Linked DNA regions of Mus musculus: region 2 is linked to region 1. A link is a contact called in public promoter capture Hi-C data. All regions are on one chromosome and are shown on one strand. The core of a region is the stretch at or near the end of the contact, and the rest is flanking DNA. Distances in the headings are between cores, read along the strand shown.

Region 1 (5,128 bases), core at 1,530-4,029:
TGTCCCTGCATATCTTTCCCTCCTAAGTAGAATCAAACTGCATTGTTCTTACAGTGTGCTGTTTCATAGCTTTAGCTGGTAATAGTCACCCTTTATCTCAGCATATACGGTTTGCGTAGAGAAAAGGCCTATCCAAGATTCTAGTTTTGGCTCTGACCTAACCAGCCCTTGGCTACCAGCTCTGCTTCCTCCTCGGGGTTTAGATTTATCAACTGTGAAACACAAAGTGTTTGAAGCCAACAATACACAAGGCGCCTCCTGTCTTTATCCTTGTAACTGACCATTAATGAAAGGAAGCCAGAATGGGGCAGACGGCAGTTATCCTGCATGCAGGTTCTGATCCCAGAGAGCCACAACTCTACTTGGAAGGTCCCGGCCAGGTTTCTTGATCTCCTAATGGTTTTCCTTTATCTAAGATGGTATTTATGACAGGCAGTTCCATGTAGGATGCTGTAAGTATTTAACAGATGACATGGTGCGCATGCTTGGCCCATGATAAGACTCAATGAGCCATGCATGGTGGTGACTGCTGCTTCTCTCAGGTACTAACTTTGCTGAGGTGAGAGTAGAAATGAGCACAGGAGGATCGAGTATTGAACTGAGCTCTAACGTGGGATGTTGCTGATACACACAAGTTTATTCCTCAAAGCAAATTTACCATCTCCATATTGCACAACAGGAATCTGAGGCTAGAACTTGCCTGGGTTCAGGTGAGGATTAAAACCCTAAACATTGGCCTTTCACGTGGTCTTGGCCATCTTGAGAGGGGCGTTAGTTCTGCTGTTGGTCAGGTGCTTTATTCAGAAGTAAAGCCCAAGAGAGAGAGAGGGAGAGAGAGGGATGGTCCAGCGGCTAAGAGCACTTGTTACCCTTGGTAGAGGACCAGGGTTTGGTTCCCAGCACCCACGTGGTGGCTTACAACCAATGACAGGGTATCCAGTGCCCACCTCTGACCTCTGAGGGCACTACATGTATGTGGTATGCATACATACAGAGGGGTAAAAAACACTCATATGTCTAATATAAAAATAAATCTTTAAAAAGTCCAATTATCAAGTTTCTTCCTCTGTGATGTTCAGTAGACGTTTCTTTAAAAAAATATTTATTTTAGTTTTACTTTGTGTTGGTTATGTGCACATGTGTGCAGGTCCTGCAAAAGCCAGAGGAGGGCGGTAGAGCCCCTGAAGCTGGAGTTCCAGGCTGTGTATGAGCGCCTGAGCTGGGTGGTACGACCTGCTCTCTGGTCTGTGGAAAGAAGAGCAAGGGACTCCTACCCTCTGAGCCGTTCTCCAGCCCCATAGCATGGTTCTTATTCTTTACTCCATTGTAACAATTCTTGAGTCTGACAGTTACATGACAGAGGAATTTTTTGCACATTCTAATTGGCTTCTAGATAGCCAAGCAGAGCTAGGTCATGGACTTTGTAAAAATAATCAGTATTCATACGCATAGAACAACAAGTAGGGGGAAAAAGGGCCATGAATTTGAAAGAGACCAAGGAACGTAGGAATGTTCGGAGGGAGGAAAGGAAAGGGGGAAGAACAAAAAACAAAAGAAGAAAACAATTTTATATTTGATTAACAGATATGCCTCCCCCCGCCCCTGCGCGTGCGCGCGCCTTGCTCTCTCTCCCCCCAACAGGGTTTCTCTGTGTAACTACTGAAACTCATCCTGTAGATCAGGCTGGCTTCGAACTCACAGAGATCCTCCAGACTCTTGCCTTCAGAGTGCTGGGATTAAAGGCATGCACCACCACACCCGGTCGAACTTTTTAGTTTTTAAAAGTCCAATTATCAAGTTTTTTCCTCTGTGATGTTCAGTAGACGTTTCTTTAAAAAATATTTATTTTAGTTTTGCTTTGTGTTGGTTATGTGCACAGAAGAAAAGAAAGAAATCTCAGCGAAAGCCGCTGGGTGGGTAGGGCATGAAATCAACTGTGATTTTGACCTCTGCCTAAGGATGTCATAACTCAGTCTAGGGATTTGGGCTGTCTGCTGCAATTGGTGACAATGAGCAAGGACAGTAACTTCATGTTGGCCTATAGTTCTCTCTCCCAAGCAGAGAACTGAATAGGTCAGCACATAGTCTCCATTTGCTTATTCAGAGGCAGAGTCTCGCTAGGCTGTACAGACTGGCCCTCTCTGCCTCTGTCTTCAGAGGGAAACACACACACACACACACACACACACACACACACACACGGCCACTTCGTTTCATGGGCTCACGTGTTTTCTTAACATTTGAGTGGCTGTGTGACTTTATTTGTGGAGGAAGAAGAGCCAGCCAACTTCTCTTTGCTTGGGCCAAGGTGCTTGGACACAAAGCAAGGAGCATCACAAGCATTTCAAATAACACAGACACCGGGCGGAGCCACAACTTTCTGAGCTCAGATTCAACTCTGCACAGACCTACGCGTTTCCATAGAAGACCCCGCCAGGCTCGCACAAGCTGCAGAAGGCCAGCTGCGAGCCGTGAGCTACGTGCTGCACGCCAGGCTCCGGGAACACGGCTGGATCCCGCTGGCCCAGGGCTCAGGGACTCTACGGCCGCCTTCCAGCACGCTCTGGTCACATCCAGCCCCGCGGTGATCACGTTCCAGGGGCAGGGGCTCGTGCCCCAGCTGCACAGTGGTTGGTCAGGGCGCACGGCCTTTGATTGGTCGGAGGGACCGGTTCACGTGATCTGGCTTTGATAAGCTGCCTCCCGGTTGCCTGCGGTCAGTCGGCCGGCTGGACCGCGGCGCTGCATCCTCTTAAGTACTGAGTGCGAAGTTGCTCAGGGTGCGGTTGTCGCGGTCGCCGCTGCCTCTCGGTCCAATGAGCTGCACCAGGTAGGTTCAGTGCAACTCTGCGCCCGAATGGAGGGGAGCCTGCAGCTGCGGGGACTTTGGGGGCTTTTGTGGTTTTGTCTTCTCTGCAGATGGGAGACTCCCAGGTTGATGGCTGAGTTGAATCGTCCCGGAGGCTTTGAAGGGATGGAATTTGAGTTGTATTTCTTAGCGCCTGTTTTGGGAATCTACATCTCACAGTAGAAACTGCCTTAGTGAGTCAGTTTTAGCTGGGATTCCTTTGCTGAAGTGACTCTGTTGCCTTTGAGCTCAAAGACCCAAACACTTGGGTGCAGCTTAGTTTTATTGATGAGGTAGTTTAGCCTGTGGCAAAAGGTAGAGGATTTTGCATTTCTTCTTTCCCCACTTCCCCTCTCCTGGTTTGTCATAGAAAATGCAGTCTTAGAGTTTGAGCAAGCTATTATTTTTAACTCTTGGCCAGGACTTAGAATTCCAGGGAAATAGCCCACTACTAAAACTTTCTATAAATGCAGGAGTAAAAAAGGAAAAAAACCAAAAAAACTAAAACAAAAAGAAAAACAAGAACAGCTCAACCAATAAAAAACGAACAACAGCTCCATCAACCAGGCAACCAAGACCATCTCACGAAATGTTGCATCTCCAGTTGTAACTTAGTCCAAGAATTCTCCCTCCCCAAATCCTGCCTCTTAATGGTTGTGAGACAAATAGACTTTGAGGTTTTGTTGCTGGAAGTTTGTAATCCTCTCAGAAAAACCCTAGAGCTATTAAAGTGAGTTCAGTATACATTCTTTACAGGCCACTTTGTGATGATGACCATATACAGGGTGCTGTGCTTAGCACTGGTATGAAGAGAATTCTTCAAGCCAGACTATATTTATGATCAAAATATGTTATATACATATATAAACTGTTAAAGAATAAATAATTAATAAAGCCCCAGACTCCAAAATGGCACCTACTGTATTTCATGTTTCTTTGATTTATAAGGCTGACATTGGAGAGGAAAAACCTAATTCTGTAAGTGTGGAATTATAGTGTGGTTCAAGGGAAAGAAAGGCCAGAAAAGTCTTGATGGATGGTTCTTTGTTTGATGCAAACTATTGTTATTGCCTTCCTACTTGTAAATAGGACCTGCTCAACAACAGGAAACATCATAGAAGCCCAAACCAGTAGATGCTATAATTCCATCAGTCAAAGATAATGAACATCTTAGTGTTTTCCTTTGTAGTTTTCAGTATTTATAAATTCATATATCTTCAGTGTATTTTAAAACAGCTCATTTTCTGGTTATCAGTTTTTAAAACTACTTTATGTTGTGTATATATAATGTACACTGCAGGCTACAAGACAGAGCTATAGTAAAGTGGTTATTACTGGTCAGAATGAACAAGTCTGTTATCCCTGCAGGTAGCTATTCCCTTTATAGTTGGACCTGTCATGGGCATCTTTCTATATGAACTGTAGATTGTTTAAAGTTTTTCCTTTAGTCTGTGAGATGTTGGCTGGTGTTGCAGTTGGTCATTTGTGAAAAAATGAGGATGACTGTGATAAAATGAAAAAGTCATTCTTTCTTTTAACAAGCGTCACCTACTGTCACTCTAAGGACAGCATGACATTTTAAGAATTGCTTCATTTATTGTTTCCCAAGTGGATTACTTCTCCTGAGAAGTAAAACCGGTTCGAGAGCCAAAATAGGAAACAGCAGCCAGAGGGAGCGAGAGGCTGGGACTGTGATAATGGAAGAAGCTGTCTGGCCAATGGACTCTTTTGGGGGAAGCTTTAAGAACATATTTACCTTTCTGGCTCCATGCCATGAAGCTCTACTGTAGTGGTTTTAAGTCCCCGGAATCTGAATTTTTTTTTTCTAAAGGAAAGAAACTTCTCAGGTCTTGTTGATCTGACAGGTTTAAGAACCACTGGCCCAGAACAGAGTACATAATTCCAAGAGCTGTGTCAGACTTGTTCAGATAGAGCCCTCTTGTTTCTCAGATGGAGAAACTGAATCCTCTCTGAGTGTTTCAGGCAGTTTACACATGGGCCCAGCAGCCTGCCAAGCACAGAGCTAGACTGTAGATCTCATCACCCCAGTGCTCTCCTTTTCTCCACGTGATAGCACCTCTCTGCACTGGAGTACTAGTGTGTGTGCATTTGGGACCAGGGGAAGACGACTCCAGACCTCGGTGATTACCACTGTTTTTTTTTTTTTTTTCTCATTCCAGAATGATCCATGTGCTAGATCCACGTCCTTTGACAAGTTCCGTCATGCCCGTGGACATGGCCATGAGGATTTGCTTGGCTCATTCACCACCTCTGAAGAGT
Region 2 (5,128 bases), core at 1,089-3,588, 530 kb before region 1:
TCCTCCCATTGATGACTGACTAGGCCATCCTCTGTTACATATGCAGCTGGAGCCATGAGTCCCACCGTGTGTTTTCTTTGGTTGGTGGTTTAGTCCCAGGGATAGCTGTGAGCATCCACTTCTGTATATGTCAGGCGCTGGCAGAGCCTCTCAGGAGACAGCTATATCAGGCTCCTGTCAGCAAGCTCGTGTTGGCATCCACAATAGTGTCTGAGTTTGGTGGTTGTATATGGGATGGATCCCCAGGTGGGACAGTCTCTGGATGGCCTATCCTTCAGTCTCTGTAACTCCTTCCACGGGTTTTTTGTTCCACCTTCTAAGAAGAATCGAAGTATCCACACTTTGATCTGTATGATAAGAACTTCGTTGAGTTTTATTTAGATCATATTCTGATGCTATTCTAGCCATTCTGATTGAACTAGCCTGCGGAAGGGTGCTGCTGACAGTGCAAAGCCAGTCCTGACCACGAGGCGGAGACAAAGCACTTCTCAGTGAGACTGTTCCACACAAAACCTGATGTCACCGCCAACTCCCATTTATGTAATATAGAAATCAGCAAAAAATGTGACAAGAGCCAGGCGTGCACACCTGTAATCCCAGAACTTAGGAGGTTGAGACAGGAGGATGGCAAGTTTTAGGCTTAGCTGGGGCTACACAGCTAGACCCTGTCCAAAAAGAAGGTAGGTGAGATTATTCTTGGTCCTGTTGTTTCCCCTCCAAAGAATTCTTGTCATCATTGGAGAAAACGCCAGGAACTGATTTTAAAACTAATTTGGAAAAATTAGTACTACAAATGTATCTTATTCACCTAATTACATCGCTTGTATCTACAGATATTTTTCATCATTTTTCTTCCTAAGTGCCAAGGCTGCAGGCACCTACACTGGCCACTGTTTTCTTACATGTGCTATTCAGTGTTGCAGATCTGCCCCACCCCAACTCTGTTTTTGTTGTATCACACACACATTTGAATACATTATATTTTCATTCAGTTTAAAATATTCAGGTTTCGGGCTGGTGAGATGGCTCAGTGGGTAAGAGCACCCAACTGTTCTTCCGAAGGTCCAGAGTTCAAATCCCAGCAACCACATGGTGGCTCACAGCCATCTGTAACAAGATCTGACGCCCTCTTCTGGAGTGTCTGAAGACAGCTACAGTGTACTTACATATAATAAATAAATAAATCTTAAAAAAAAAATATTCAGGTTTCTCTTGAGACATCTTTGACCTATGTGACATTTAGAAATAAATTCATTTTGGTTTGTTTTGGGTGGTGATGTGCCTTTTGTTTTTTGCAATTCTAAGATGGTAAGCCTAGTCTAGTATGACCTTGGACTTTGTGGACTCAAAAAAAAAAAAAATCCTCCTACCTCTGCTGGCAAGTATTTGGGTCTAACAGCATGTGTCACCAGTTTAGAAATATAGCGTGCATTTGTCAAATATTTAGAGGTTTCCCGGCAATGTTTCCACTATTCTTAGTTTAATTTCACTCAACTCCAAGATCATGCATTTGTTTGCTTCCAGATAGTGGCTTGCTAGAGGCCAAGCTTCTAGCTCACAGTCCTGAGTGCTGGGATGAGAGGTGAGTGTTATCATGCCAGATGCCGACGCCTATTTTCTAGGGCTTTTGTTTTTAAGCTTGTTTAAGTGTGGTTTTCAGTCTGGAATGTAACCTCAGCGAATATTTTATCTGAATTTGAGAGTGATGTTCACCCATACTTGTCGGATGAGTGTTCTTCAAATGTCAACAGATCCAGATGACTAACGGCACCGGCTAGGACTGGCTAGGTTCCACTTGGCTTTGTGCATTTTCTCTCTGATAGGTCGATTACTGTCTGGTGCGTTGCTGGAGTATTGAGCGCTAATGGATTGAGCCTTTTTTGTGTTTTTGTTAAATGGTTTTCTGTTCCCTTGGCTATTTTGACTCCCTGCTGTTCAGCTTGATCATATTAATGACTGTAGGTCTTTTTGGACAATAGACTGCGTTTGTTTTGTGTGGTGCTCCTTTTTGCCCCTGGTCGTTTTCCTTGCACCAGCTGGCTCTGTGCCTGGAAGCTCGGAGCTTGCTCTCTTTGAGTCCTATCCCTGAAGTCGCCCATCCTCTGGGAGGCAGACAGACATCTTCAGCCTCTGAGGCTGATTTACAAACAAGAGTTGGATCCACAGAACAGCAGCCCGGAACTAGGGGCAAGGGTCACATGTCCAGTCAGAAAGAACGCCCTCCTTCACCCAAATTGCTCAAAACTGTTGTTGGCTCTTCTTCAAAACTCTTGATGTTTGGCAATACCGTGTGCACTTTGACCATAGCGTCCAGTGCCTTGTTGAGCAGTTTTCAGTAGACTTTCGCTTTGCACAAACATCTTCTCTGAGTGATCCAACACCTCCTGCAGCTCTGGCAAACTCTGGGTCAGCCCGGAGTCCCTCGAAGCTGGAGCTGAGGTCAGAGAAGCCCAGGACAGCCACGAAGCTGTGGGTCCTCGCGCCTAACAACCACGGTTAAGGATTCTGATACGTTACCAAACCGCCACCCAGAAAGGAATTGCAATGTGGACTTCTACAAGAAATCAGAAACAGTAAAGGTAGCCTGAAAGCCACACCGAAATTACCTGCTACCATCCAGGATGCTGAGCAGACAAGGGTTTGTGGGAATGGGGCGTGGCTAGGCGCCTAGGCACTTATGGATTCTCTTCTTTTCAGAACAGCCTTGCTGCCTGCAGGGGTGACTGAGGCCCTGAAGTCCAGAGCTTTGCTGAGTCGTCACTTGGGAGAGTAAATCTCCAATGGTCTGCCCGTGCAGTGAGCATTGTAACCTGTATCACTGTAAATCTTATTTGCAGTGAGTCCTTGTTCATCCCTTCAGTGTGTGTGTGGGGGGGGGGGGCTGGGGGGGGGCGAGGGAGGGCGGCAGAAGTCGTCCTTGGATATTATTTTCCAGGAGCTATCTATCTTGCTCTTGAAACGGTGCTCACAAAGAAGGATAGGCTGGCTGGCCACCAAAGCCTAGGGACTGTCCTGCCTTTGCCTTGCCCGCACTGGGGTTACAAGTGTGTGCTACCAGGCCTGATTTGTGTGTGTGCTAGGGATCAGACATGAATTCTCAATTGACTGACTGACTCCCTCCCCATTCTGCTGTTCAGAGCTTTTAAGTACTCAGCAGGGGAAAAAATTGCAGGTACACCTTGCTGACTTAACCTCTCTCTTTCAATTTCATAAATATATTTATTATTTAAATTGTGTATATGAGTGTGTATTGTGTATGTGTGTATAAAAAAAGAGTATGTGTATATGAGTGAGTATATGAGTAAATGCTTGTGTATGAGTGTGTATATATGTATGAGTATGAATGTATACTGTGTTATGAATATGTGAGAGTATGCATATGTAACTATACATATACACATATGAGTTAGTGTGTATGAATGTGTTATGTGTATTGTGAGTGTGTATATTTAACTATGTGCGTGTATATATATATATATATATATATATATATATATATATATATATATGAATGAGTATATTGTATGAATGAATGTGTATGTGTATGTGTGTACATGTGTATGTGAGAGAGTGTGTGTTTTCTTAAGCCTAAGTCATGTCTCTAACCTTTCTCTGCAGTAGCTTGCTATGTAGTCCAGACTGGTTTTGAATTCAAGGTGATCCTCCTGCCTCAGCTTCCCCAGTGATAGGATTACAGGATGAGGCACAAGGCCTGCCTACTCATTTGGGTTTTCTCGTGTTTGCTGAAAAGCTAACATATATCAGGTTTCGTGCTTCTGTTTCTCCTTGCAGGGCCTGTTTATTCTGAGGTTGACCTTTAAACTTAAATCTCTGCTGTTATGCTAGTGAGGTTTGCGTTGGCAAGTGGAGGTAAATGTCCACATTCATTCTTTGATGACTAATGGGAAACATCTCCAACCTCTTACGCACATTTAATTCACTGTTTAATCTGGTGTCTGGTGCCCTCAGGTCAACACTCAGTTCTGTTGAATTGAAGTAAGAGGGCATCAGCCCTGGGCTCACATACTCAGCTGGTCTTTAATTTTATGCTGTTTGCTGTTGCTATGTTTATCACAAATTCAACATCTCTTTCACATTTTATAAATAGGTGAGGTCATAAAACCTGATCTTTCACACAATCACACTAAATCTGTGTCAAATAGAGTAGGATCGCTCTCTCTCTTTCATGTTTTTGTTAAATATATTTGTGTATTATACACATTAGGAGGGAAAAAACCCAAACCTTTTAAAAGTTTAAAAGAGGGGCTGGAGGGATGGCTCAGCGATTAAGAGCACTGACTGCTCTTTCAAAGGTCCTGAGTTCAATTCCCAGCAACCACATGGTGGCTCACAACCATCTGCAATGTGATCTGATGCTCTCTTCTGATTTGTCTAAAGACAACTACAGTGTACTCATAGACATCAAATAAATAAATAAATAAATAAATAAATAAATCTTTTTTTTTAAAGTTAAAAAAGAAAGCACAAAAATTTATTGGAGCACTCACTGATGGGAGGTTTATGACAATAGATCTTGCATATGGCCTTTGTTCTGCATATCATTCTCATATGGTTTATATTTCCAGCCCAAACAAGTACAGTTAACAAAAGTTAAAGCCAGCCAGGAAGTGGTGGCCCACGCCTTTAATCCCAGCACTCAGGAGGCAGAGGCAGACAGATCTCTTTGGGCCAGTTTGGTCTACAAAGATTGTTCTAGGACAGCCAGGGCTGCACAGAGAAACTCTGTCTCAAAACAAACAAACAAAGGCCAGTATTCCACCCCTGTTTGTGTGTGTTTCCATATGGGCATGTACATATATGTAACCACATAGGCATGTGCATATATGTAACCACATGGGCATGGGCATATATGTAACCACATGTGCATATATGTAACCACATGTGCATGTGCATATATGTAACCACATGGGCATGGGCATATATGTAACTATATGGGCATGGGCATATATGTAACCACATGGGCATGGGCATATATGTTACCACATGGGCATGGGCATATATGTAACCACATGGGCATATATGTAACCACATGGGCATGGGCATATATGCAACCACATGTGCATATATGTAACCACATGGGCATGGGCATATATGTTACCACATGGCA

Evidence for each region. Promoter capture Hi-C pulls out the DNA fragments that hold promoters and counts their contacts.
Region 2: a contact with region 1 is called in a promoter capture Hi-C map of 3T3-L1-derived adipocytes, with 3 times the contacts expected there. A contact is called at or near these places in 2 of 39 promoter capture datasets (the 3T3-L1 cell line and 3T3-L1-derived adipocytes).

Annotation. Positions count from the first base shown.
Region 1 is chr19:36,734,255-36,739,382 of GRCm38.p6, reverse strand. Ppp1r3c (protein phosphatase 1, regulatory subunit 3C) reads left to right here and starts at 2,779. Exons shown (of 2, transcript NM_016854.2): 1 at 2,779-2,830; 2 at 5,029-5,128. The coding sequence starts at 2,817.
Region 2 is chr19:37,261,305-37,266,432 of GRCm38.p6, reverse strand. 4931408D14Rik (RIKEN cDNA 4931408D14 gene) reads left to right here and starts at 2,338. Exons shown (of 3, transcript NR_040299.1): 1 at 2,338-2,579; 2 at 2,698-2,836.